2 separate regions of the Capra hircus genome follow, and region 1 is linked to region 2. A link is a contact called in public Hi-C data. All regions are on one chromosome and are shown on one strand. Each heading gives the region's core, a stretch centred on a gene start, on an enhancer-like site or on the middle of the called end of the contact. The rest is flanking DNA. Distances are from core to core; before and after follow the strand shown.

What was found. Hi-C and Micro-C count contacts between places; a contact is called where the count stands out from the background.
Region 1: a Hi-C map of blood shows a contact between it and region 2, with 8 times the contacts expected there. The contact joins the promoter of BRF2 here to the enhancer-like site in region 2. A contact is called at or near these places in 3 of 5 Hi-C or Micro-C datasets (blood and liver).

Annotation. Positions count from the first base shown.
Region 1 is chr27:12,559,630-12,565,676 of ARS1.2, forward strand. BRF2 (transcription factor IIIB 50 kDa subunit) reads left to right here and starts at 4,337. Exons shown (of 4, transcript XM_005698825.3): 1 at 4,337-4,578; 2 at 5,269-5,328. The coding sequence starts at 4,425.
Region 2 is chr27:12,496,734-12,502,481 of ARS1.2, forward strand. No RefSeq gene overlaps it. Among named protein-coding and RNA genes, the nearest start is that of GOT1L1, 11 kb to the left of the region's middle. Within about 2 kb of position 3,283, at least 1 of the 5 cell types and tissues checked has an H3K27ac peak or open chromatin away from gene starts, as enhancers often do.

The DNA.
Region 1 (6,047 bases), core at 3,087-5,586, 64 kb after region 2:
CTGCTGAGCACTGTTTCCAGTTCTCATCAAGGTAGATAATATCTCCATTGTGCAGATGAGGAAACGGAGACTTTCAGAGGCATCAGAGCTGGAGTTTGCCTGGGGTCCCAGAGCAGGTAGTTAAAAAAGGATTTGAACTCACCTATCCAACCTGGGGTTCTAGAACAGGTGTCAAACTATGACCTCACTCTCGTTCATGTGGCCCTCAAACCAAGGATGATTTTTCCTGGCAGTGCTCTAATAGTCCAGGGGAAGGACATTGCCCTTTCACTCCTATGGTCCTGGATTTAATCCTTCATCAAGGAACTAAGATCCCATACGCCAAAAAAAAAAAAAAAAAACAACCCCAACAACAACAAAAAAACAAGGATGATTTCTCCTCTTTTTTTTTAATGTGGGATGAACCAGTCTAGAGATCAAATGGCCAGAATGACTGTAGTCAACAGCATTGCACTGAATACTGGAGATTTTTACATTTTTTTTAAACAATCAAAATAACAATAATTCATGACACTCAAATTTCAGTGTCTACACAATTTTATTGGGATACAGCTGAGTTCATTGTCTATGTCTGAGTAATTGTCTATGGCTGTGTCCATCCTGCAAAAGCAGACTTGAGTGGTTAAAACAAAAACTTTCGAATCCACCAAACCTAAATATTTGCTTTCGGGCCCTTTTAGGAAAATGTCTATGGACACCCAGTCTAGGATTACTTTGGGGGGCCAAAGAGATAATATTCTGAGTGACCTGAAATACTGGAGGATGGGAACAGGCAGGGAAAGTGGAACCCATGACCCAACCCCACTCAAGCAAGGGCCTATAAGCCACGGCTCCCGAGGAGGGAAGTTCCGGCTGTGATTGAGCTCTAGGCCTGTGGCTACCTCCTCAGAGTTGCCAGGTGCCTTTGTTCCCGGGAGATGAAGAAACCCAACACAGTGATCCTCAGCCAGGGGGAGGGAGAGAGTAAAAACAGGAAAAGGGAAAGTGAATATGAGCGAGGGCCCTGGTCATGCCCTGGACTGAGGCTGTCACCACTGTTGTCAGAGGACAATCAGCATCTGCTGAAAAGCTGAGATGACCAGGACCTAGTCAGAAAAGCTCCAAGGCCCAGGTTGGCGAGGAGAGTGGATCCTCCAGGCTCAGAGTGAAACTGGGTTAGAGAGTCATCTGAGCTGGAAGAAGCCCGGGGTGAGGCCTTGAGAGAAGCCCAACCCCACCTCCCCCCAGTTACTCACTCCAGACTAAAAATGATCCTGCCACTGAGGAATTCCATCTATGTGTGGCCTCTGATAGGCCTACCCAGGACGGGTGTCCACAGGAGCTGAACAGCCTTTTGGTGTAACAGGCATTCCTGGGACACAGGGATGAGACAGCCAGGTCATTCCCAGGGAGACTTGTAACAAAGTCAGACAGGCAGACCACTAACGAACACACACATGTAACCAGAGATGACAGGGCAGAGGCCTTCCATCGGCCTTCCTCTCTGGTCTCCTCTCCAGAAAGAACTCTGGTCTTGAGGTCAGAATTTCATATCTGGACCATGTCTGAGGCATCTTTTCCAATGACCTTCACTCCTCAGTAGCTTTCTGCTCTAATCCAGCCCATCTGGGCACTCAGCATTCCAAAAGCTGATGTGCCAAGTACCCTGTGGGCTCTGGCTTTAGGGACAAGAAACATGGCTCCAGCTTCACAGGCTTGGGGAGGAGCTGGGGAGAAGGCTTTGAGAAGCATCTGTTAAACAGATCATCACTGTCACTGAAGGACACTTAATTCTTAACCCGGGCCACCTGCATTGCAGGCAGAGTCTTTACTGTCTGAGCCACCAGGGCAGCCCTAAATCTTAGTAGAGTTTGTATCGGAAGGAAAGGCACCAAGGATGATATGTATGTCCTGATTTCCCAGAGGAAGACAAATTAATTTCCTAAATAAATGGTTTTCTTCATGAGAACGTGAACCTTAGACTTGCATGTCTTAGGAGAGCGCGCCATCTTCTGGCCTGGGTCCTGACTACCTCCCTGCCTGTTTGCGTCTGAGGGTGAGGCTCTCTGAGAGCATCACACACTTGCAGCTGGAAGAGAATTACCTCTCCAACCCTGGAGTTGCTAGCTGTGTGTGTGCTCAATCATGACTGACTCTTTGGGACCCCATGGACTATAAACCTGCCAGGCGCCTCTGTCCATGGGATTTTCCAGGCAAGAATACTGGAGTGGGTTGCCATTTCCTCCTCCAGGGGATCTTCCTGACCCACGGATTGAACTCGAGTCTCCTGCGTCTCCTGTATTGCAGGCAGATTCTTTACCACTGTGCCACCTTGGAAGGCCCAGAGTTGCCGGATCATAAAACTGCTCTTCCACTTTACTATGAGAAATGTCAGGGAAAGCAGAATTTCAGGGCTTCTGTCATGGGTAGATGACTCTGTAGTGAAATCCCACTTTTTTAAAAAAAATGCAGTTAAGTTCATGATCTGCACAAAACTGGGATGAGCGGCCTTGGATACTGTTCTCTATGGGAATGTAAAGACATACTCCCAGGGCCAGTTATATTCCTTTTAGGGACATGTTTACCCTCCCAGTTGGAGGAGGAAATGGCAACCCATTCCAGTATTCTTGCCTGGAGAATCCCACGGACAGAGGAGCTTGGTGGGCTACAGTCCACGGGTCGCAAAGAGTCGGACACGACTGAACGACTTCACTTTCACTTTACCCTCCCAGTAAGGATGTCGATTGCACTGTCTGAAACTAACATCTTCTAAAATCTGCTAATGCCAGAGACTGCCTGAAATTCTCCAAGATCAAACAGAGAAGCAGAAATTCCCCACATACTTTCAGCACAGGCTGTGATAACGCCCGTCTGTTTTCTTGGAGTCAGAGGGACTGGCCACAGTTCTTTGTAACTTTAACTCAATTGTCTTATTTTTCAAACATAATTGACTCTAAAACTTTAAAGTGTTAAAAAACATTTATTTATTTATGTATTTATGCCACACCACATGGCTTGTGGAATCTTAGTTCCCTGACCAGGGATTGAACCTGGGCCCTCAGCAGTGAAGGCACAAAGTCCTAACTACTAGGCTACCAGGGAATTCCTGAAAACCTTTATTCTTGATGAGTGCAATTGGGATTTACTTATGAGAAAACACATCCTCTTTGCTGACACTTATGTTATATTCAAACATGACATACAAAATCTCTCATTTGTGAGCTTGGTTTCTGGAACATTACTAGAGGCACATTTTTGCTTGATTCTTTGATCTATACTATACCACACCAGGAACTTCGGAGCTAGAATCTTGGAGCATCTTAAAGCTTAAGGTTTTAAAAACATCTCAATTTGCTTAAATTCTTCAGACTGCCAAGGGCCTCACTAACCTCCATAGTTTTTCTCTCCAACTCCCTTAGACATTTCTTGCCTAGTCTCTGGAAGCCTCCCAGGTTGTCACTCTGCAAAGAGAGGAAACAACGTGCTTGTAGGGAAGCTGCTTTGGAAAGAACACAATTTCCTGCTCTCTCAATACACTACTCTCCCTTTTAGGCCACAAATTTTGTACTATGGCCAGAATCAACATTTATTAAGGGTCCGTCTAGTCAAGGCTATGGTTTTTCCTGTGGTCATGTATGGATGTGAGAGTTGGACTGTGAAGAAAGCTGAGCGCCGAAGAATTGATGCTTTTGAACTGTGGTGTTGGAGAAGACTCTTGAGAGTCCCTTGGACTGCAAGGAGATCGAACCAGTCCATTCTGAAGGAGATCAACCCTGGGATTTCTTTGGAAGGAATGATGCTAAAGCTGAAACTCCAGTACTTTGGACACCTCATGCGAAGAGTTGACTCATTGGAAAAGACTGATGCTGGGAGGGATTGGGGGCAGGAGGAGAAGGGGACGACAGAGGATGAGACGGCTGGATGGCATCACTGACTCGATAGACGTGAGTCCGAGTGAACTCCGGGAGTTGGTGATGGACAGGGAGGCCTGGCGTGCTGCAATTCATGGGGTCGCAAAGAGTCGGACACGACTGAGCGACTGAACTAAACTGAATTGAAGAGAAAAAGGAGAGTCGGCGATACCCTTGGCGCTTTAGAAAGAATTGTTTGTGGCTGGCAACAGTTTTTTGTTTGTTACGCGCGTCCACAGCGGTAGAAAGCTCACTCAAGAGCCTAGACAGCCAACCTCAAACTAAGTACAGATGGCGGGGAATCCGAAGATACAGTCCAGACCAGGAACCTCCTTTCCTCGATCACGTTTCTACCCGAGTCCGCAGAGGAACGGACCGGAAGCCGCGGAGAAGGTACCTACAGTTCGGCTGTTACGCTGGCCGGAAGAGGAAGGTGCAACCATACAAGACTCCGCTCCTACTTCCTGTTTCGGCACAGTTGCTGCTGTGGGCGGTAGGGGCGGTTAGCTGCCTGGGCTCTGGACCGCTTGTACGATGTCGGGTGGAGGCCGCTGTCCCGATTGCGGCTCCGCTGAGCTAGTGGAAGACTCGCACTATTCCCAGAACCAGCTGGTGTGCTCCGACTGCGGCTGCGTGGTCACCGAGGGCGTTCTTACGACCACCTTCAGTGACGAGGGCAATCTCCGAGGTACCTGTGAGGGCTTTTCGGAGGCCATGGATACAGCCTGGGGCGATGGAGGGATTGACGTCAGATGCTTCTTATCTCTTGCCGTCTCCCTGTCATGAGCACACTTAGATATGGGAGAAAACAGTGAAAGTGAACGAGTGAACTGCAGATCAGGGGCTGCCATTATCTGTTTTCTTAGCACCATATCTGTTACATGTAGTAAATGAAACAGAGAGAAACAAAGTTCCACTGAATTTACCTAATTTGCCTATTTGGAAGCATTATATCAATAGGTCAGTGTTGTGAGAATGCGGGAAATACTACTACCCCGAAGCAGTTTTGAAAACTAAATGGCAAAAACTTACTTTTCTTTTTTTCATTTGTGTTCAAAGTCCCTGACCAGTGCAGCCCTCAAAATCTACAGGCAGGAAAATTGCCTGAATTGAATGTACAGGAGGGGTGGCTGGAAATTTGGAACACTTGGAACTGCTTTAATGCTAGTCCTAATCTTCTAAAGCTTTCTGTGTATTTGGTACTGCTTGTGGTTATAGAAAACCAGATGGACCTTTTACCTGCAAAGATGAGCACCTTCTGTGAGCTGGGGAGTGGATATTTGATGATTTGGATTCTGCTCCCTGGTTTTGTGTGGTGGGAGGGCAGGGGTGGGTGAATAGAGACTAAACAAGCTATTTTTTGTCCATTATCTTACAGAAGTAACATATTCTCGAAGCACCGGGGAAAACGAACAAGTTAGTCGAAGCCAGCAACGAGGTGAGAATCTACCTTTTATGACACAGTGGCTTTAAAGAAAATTCTCCTTATGGTCCAGCTCGTCTGCTTGTCTTTTCTGTTTTCAGCATTATTATGTAAAGGTAGAGAAGAAGAGAATGGTAATTAGAAATAAAGGATTGAGGTGGTTCTAAGAGAGGTAGCAGTTAGGTGGAAGGTTTAAGTCTGCTTGCGTATGTTTGAGGTAGATTCGAGGAACCCAGGTCAAAGCTTGGTCACAAATCAAACCAGCTTCCAAAAGATGAGGCACTGAAGTGTTGACTTCTTTCCACAAATGTCTTTGTGCTTTTCCAATGGCCTTACCAAGTGTCACTCTTATCATTGTAGAAAGGTCCATTATTTGTGCATGTGGTATCTGAGGTGAGTTTAACAGAACTTGCTGGGAGCTCCTTTGACTCCTTCACGTATAATATCATGTCATCTGCAAACATGATATGAAGTGACGTTTTTACTTCCTTTGTAATTTAGATTCCTTTTAGTTTTCCTCTCTGTTTGCTATGGCTAGACCTTCCAAAGCTATGTTGAATAAAAGTGACGAGTGTGGGCATCTTTGTCTTGTTCTTAATCTTATAGGAAATGCTTTCAGCTTTTCACCATTGAGTATGATGTTAGTGTGAGTTTGTCGTATATGACCTTTATTATATGTTGTTCCCTCTAGACCCACATTCTGGAGATATTATTATTATTATTATTATTGTAAA
Region 2 (5,748 bases), core at 2,033-4,532:
ATTTATCCACAGATGAAGATTATTCTCTCAGGTCTTTTGAAGATTCCTATGTCCCAGGTTCTAAGGGCTTCTAATCTGAATGCCAGAAGATTTCTAGAAAAACCCTTAGTGCCTGTGGATCGCGTTTTTAACTGTCCTCAAAGCATAAAGATAGAATTTATTCAGCCAGGCACTCCCCAACCTCCTGAGCCTAATAAAATGATCCTAGTGACTTTCAGGTTATGTATCGATATATATTTATATTCAAAAAAATTTGGAAGGATAAGCTTCTAAGGCATCTCTGACTGATGGGATTACAAATAACATTCATATTTGTGTATTTTAACTTTTATATGAAAAACTACTTTTAAAAAACATATATATGAGGTTAGTCTTGGTGATTGGATTTGCATGGCTTTCGGAGAAATAAACTTTAAAAGAAAATATTAAAATAATAATAATTATTATTTTTGGCTGCTCCACCTGGCTTTCAGGACCTCAGTTTCCCCTACCAGGGACTGAACCTGGGCCATGTCAGTGAAAGCCTGTCATCCTAACCACTAGCCCACCAGTGCGTAGAGTATGGGCATGCACGCTTGGTCATGTCTGACTCCTTGCAACCCCATGGACTGTAGCCCGTCAGGCTCCTCTGTCCATGGGATTTCCCAGACAAGAATACTGGAGTGGGTTGCTATTTCCTACACCAGGGGATCTTCCCAACCCAGGGATCGAACCTGTGTCTCCTGCATCTCCTGCGTTGGTAGTCAGATTTTTTTTTTTTTTTTTTTTTTTTTTACCACTGAGCCACCTGGGAAGCCCTACTAGCCCACCAGGGAACTCCCTAAAATAAGTTATTTTGAACTTTTACTTTAAAAGTTTTATTAACAAAGATTACATAGCGGCATTACTAATGAAAGTTTGTGAACATCTTAAGAGCTGAACAATATGGATATAGTGAAGGAATCATATCAACTTAGTGGAATATTATGCATTCATTAAAATGATCATTATTAATACCAGGTAAGAAGGCAATGGCAACCCACTCCAGTACTCTTGCCGAGAAGGTCCCATGGATGGAGGAGCCTGGCAGGCTGCAGTCCACAGGATTGCTAGGAGTCGGACATGACTTCACTTTCACTTTTCACTTTCATGCATGGGAGAAGGAAATGGCAACCCACTCCAGTATTCTTGCCTGGAGAATCCCAGGGACGGGAGAGCCAGGTGGGGTGCCATCTATGGGGTCACACAAAGTCGGACACGACTGAAGCGACTTAGCAGCAGCAGCAGTACACTTACATGCAACCAGTGAAATACTTATATAATAAGTAATAAGAATACAGAATTCCATGCATATAAGCCAGGAGTAATATGAAAGACTGAAAATAATGATTTGTTAGGAACAGTAGGAGGTGGGCAATTTTTCCATTTGGATTTCTTCATTCTGGGTGGTGATAACAGGGGAAGAAATATTTTTTCACTTTTTATTCCTGGGAGCCAGTCTTTCTTTGAAACGCAGCGTAGGACACTGGAGACATGGGAGCTTGGGTTGAGTAAACTGTCAGTGAATGCATCTGGTTCTTCCAAGGAGTCCAGACTGTAACAATGACCTTTACTATCATAGCTGATGGTTGTGGAATGCTACCTGGAGCTGCACTATTTAAGCACTTTAGGTCCATCTTCTCACTTAATCCTCATTTCAAGCAGGTTAAGTTAATATTATTATTATCATCCTTGTTTACAGTATTGGTGAGCACCAGTAACCTGTCCAGATTGGGTCACACAGCTGACAAGAGCTGCAGACCAGCCTTGGTGCCTTGACCCCTGCTTCGGGGTGCTGCCTTCCCCCAGGCAGGCTGCTTCCATTACCCCTTCATTCTTGCCCCCCAACCCCCAGGAGGTAATAAGCACCCAGAGCAGAGCCCAGAGGGAGACTGTTAGGGTCTAGAGGGGCCTCCAGGGTCCATGAGCCCGGAGCCAGGTGTACCGCCTGCCTTGCAGAGAATTAAGAGCTGCACAACTATTTGCCCCCCAAGCCCCCACCCTCCCCTCCCCTGCCTTCCCCGCCCAGCAGATACAGCCCTCTGCTTAGAGATCAGGACAAGGAGATGAAGGAACCAGAAGAGGGAGCGATGGGTCCACAGGCTTTCTTAGGACTGGAAAACCCTACTGGAGAAGGTGGGCACCACCAACAGCTCTAGGGTAGCGGGTTGGGACTTCTCTGACTGCCCAGTGGTTAGGGCTCCGGGTTCCCAACACAGGAGGCACCGGTTTGATCCTTGGTGGGAGAACTAAGATCCCCTGTGCTGCGCTGCACATAAAATAAAATGCACAGTCTGTGTCTGGCGAGACTGCCTGGAGGCCAGGTTTCAGACTCCGGGGCTGACAATTCTGCACCGACACTGCGGTTCTGCTTTCCCTGGCGCCAGGCAGGTTCCTCCCGTGGACCCCACTGGCCCAGGCATCTTCAATTGCCTGATGTATGAGTGTTGGGGGTCAGGGAGCCAGGGAGGAAGTATTCCACGGTGTGCTCATCTTTCCCTCCTACATCTGCCATCCGGGGAGTCTTGGTCTTCAAGTGAATTCACCTCTGTCGGTGCCCTGAGACTCCAAGGTTATCCCCGCCAGGACGCGCCAGGATTCCAGAAGATTCCAAAGGATCCAGGGATGAGTGTCCCCTAGTCTCTACTCACGCTTGCGGGCGCCGAGTCCAGCAGTTTGTGATTGCGTGCCCTGAGCTTTCCCAGCATTTCTGGGGCTGCCTTCTCCCTTTTTACATTGGCTGTAGGTCCAGCAAGACCTTCCACTGAAAGAAAACCTGCGAGGTTGTTCCCGATTTTCAATGGGCGGCAAGTGGCTGCAAATGGCTGCAAATGTACCAGGAGAAGCCCGAACGGGGCGCTGCTTGTGGGAAACCCAGTCCTCCGTAGGTAGAGATGGCCCCAAGGCTCGCCTCCAAATCCCGGTTGTCTGTGTGTGTGTTGGAGGGAGGCAGGGTTGGGAGGACCCCCAACTTGGGCTGAGGAAAGTGGAGGATGGGGTTCTGTGATGGGGCAAGCGAGGAGGCCCCAGGACCAGAGAGGACCCTGGAAGAACTGGAAGGTACCCCAGAACAGAGCATCCGACTGCGGGTGGCGGGTGGCGGGGTTACCGGCCCAACCACCCGCTGGCGGGTGGAAGGGAGCCGAGGGCTGGGAGAAAGGCGTTTTCTACTTAGGAATAGGTCTGGGACCCTGTTCGAAGGCTGGGGCTCGCGTCCCGGACGAGGCTGGAGGGCCGATCAGCGGTGCTATGGGGGTAGGTGCCCTGGTGGAGGACGGGCTCGGGACTGCTCGTGAGCGCCCCCAGCAGGCTTCGCCTTCGCTCGCGGTTCTCCTCCTGCCTGGGAACTAGAGTCTTCCTGGGCAGCCTACTCCTCTCTCGACGTGGAGGTGTTAACAAGAACCCTTATCCCGTCCCGTGATTTGAGATCTAAGCGCCATTCTCTCGCTTTCTCACCACGGTCCAGCCTCACCGGTCTTTTTCCAGTTCCTCCAGTATAAACAAGCCTTCCTTTCTCAGGGCCTTGGCAGTCTCTCCTGCTTTCTCTGCTTTTTGCAAGGTCTGTTCTTTCTCATCGTATGGCCTCCAGCTCTCAGCTTAAATGTTGCCCCCCGCCCCCCACTCCTCTCCCTCAACACACTCAAGGGTTTTTAGGTAACCAGCCTATAAAGTATGGGCTTCCTTGGTGTCTCAGATGGTAAAGATCAGCCTGCAAGGCTGGGGACCAGGGTTCCATCCCTGGTTCAAGAAGATCCCCTGGAGAAGGGAATGTCAACCCACTCCAGTATTCTTGCCTGGAGAAGCCCATGGACAGAGGAGCCTGACGGGCTACAATCTATGGGGTAGCAAAAAGTCGGACAGAGCTGAGCGACTAATACTCACAATCTGCAAAGTAAGGTCTCCCCTCCTCCGCAAACACCTCATTTCCTTTACTTCTTGCTGGCTTTATACTTCTTGCTGCAGTTTGTATTTATTTTGCTTTATTCTCTAACTTTGCCAATTTAACGTATAATAGTTCAAGGAACTGGAGAAGGAAATGGCAACCCACTCCAGTGTTCTTGCCTGGAGAATCCCAGGGACGGGGGAGCCTGGTAGGCTGCCGTCTATGGGGTCGCACAGAGTCGGACATGACTGAAGCGACTTAGCAGCAGCAGCAGCAGCTCAAGGAACATATTTGTGCTGTCAAACCTGTGACTGGCACATAAGATTATTTCTCCAGTATTTGTGATAGCATTTTTATTAACTAATGGCCTCCTTGCTCCTTAGAACATTAGGACCAGAAGATGCCTCCTGGGATAGGGCAGTCTGCAGAAACCTGTGCTGTCTGCAGCAGCTCCAATCTACTGGGGTATTGGGTTGGTACCTAAGTATGGTCTTCATTTCCTGACTCCTCCCTTAGAGACAAAGTCAGCTACTTCTGAGGGTCAGGATTCCTGGGCCCTTGCATGGGAATTCATAGCATCAATTAAAAAAAAAATGTTGGGACTTCCCTGGTGGTCCAATGGCTAGTACACTGCCAAAGCAGGGGTCCTGGTTAAATCTCTAATCATGGAACTAGATCCTACGTGCAGCAGCAAAGACCCGGCACAGCCAAATAAATAAATAAACAATATTTTAAAAATCTTAAGATCATATATATTTTTTTCAGAATCAAGAGGAACTTGAGCTATGAGACAGGGAATAGATGTTAGACCTAGAAGGAGAATGATATTAAAAATGATACAAGGGTAGGGATGTAAAGAGTTATAGAGTCTGGTTGCACAAGAATGTGAGTGTCCTTAACACTACTGGACTTGCTTGCTGGTGCTCAGTTGTGCCCGCTTCTTTGTGATCTCATGGACTGTAGCCCGCCAGGCTCCTCTGTCCCTGGAATTTTCCAGGGAAGAACTGGAGTGGGCTGCCATTTCCTCCTCCCGGGAATCTTCCTGATTCAGGGATTGAACTGGAGTCTCCTGCATCTCCTGCAATGGCAGAAGGATTCTTTACCACTGCTCCACTCGGGAAGCCCCTTGGACTACTGTACCGTACAACTTAAAACATGTACATTTTATACTGTATATAGCACAGGGAACTCTTCTCAATACTCTGTAATGGCCTATATGGGAAAAGAATCTAAAAACTAGTGGATATATATAGATGTATAGCTGATTCATCTTTCTGTACAGCAGAAACTAACACAGCATTGTAAATCAACTATACTCCAAGAAAATTGTTTTAAAAAATGTAAATTTAGTATTATGTGTGTTTTACCACTACTAAAAAAAAAAGTTACTGGGCAACAACACATTGTCCATGAGAACTTTTAGGCGGTCTACCCTACGAGTCCCTTCACTGCTAACCACCCTTTCCCACCAGGAAAGTGCAGAAGTTCAATGATAGAATTTGGGTTTAGGACCTGTCTTATCAACAGTATGTTGGGTATCGCTGATGTGGTTGGTGTGGGGATGGGGTGAGCATTCAGTTCAGTTCAGTTCAGTCACTCAGTTGTGTCCAATTCTTTGTGACTCCACAGACTGCAGCATGCCAGGCTTCCCTGTCCATCGCCAACTCCTGGAGTTTACTCAAACTTATGTCCATTGAGTTGGTGATGCCATCCAACCAGCTCATCCTCTGTCATCCCCTTCTCCCGCCTTCAATCTTTCCCAGACTCAGGGTCTTTTCAAATGAGTCAGTTCTTCACATCAGGTGGCCAAAGTATTGGAGTTTCAGCTTCAGCATCAGTCCTTCCAA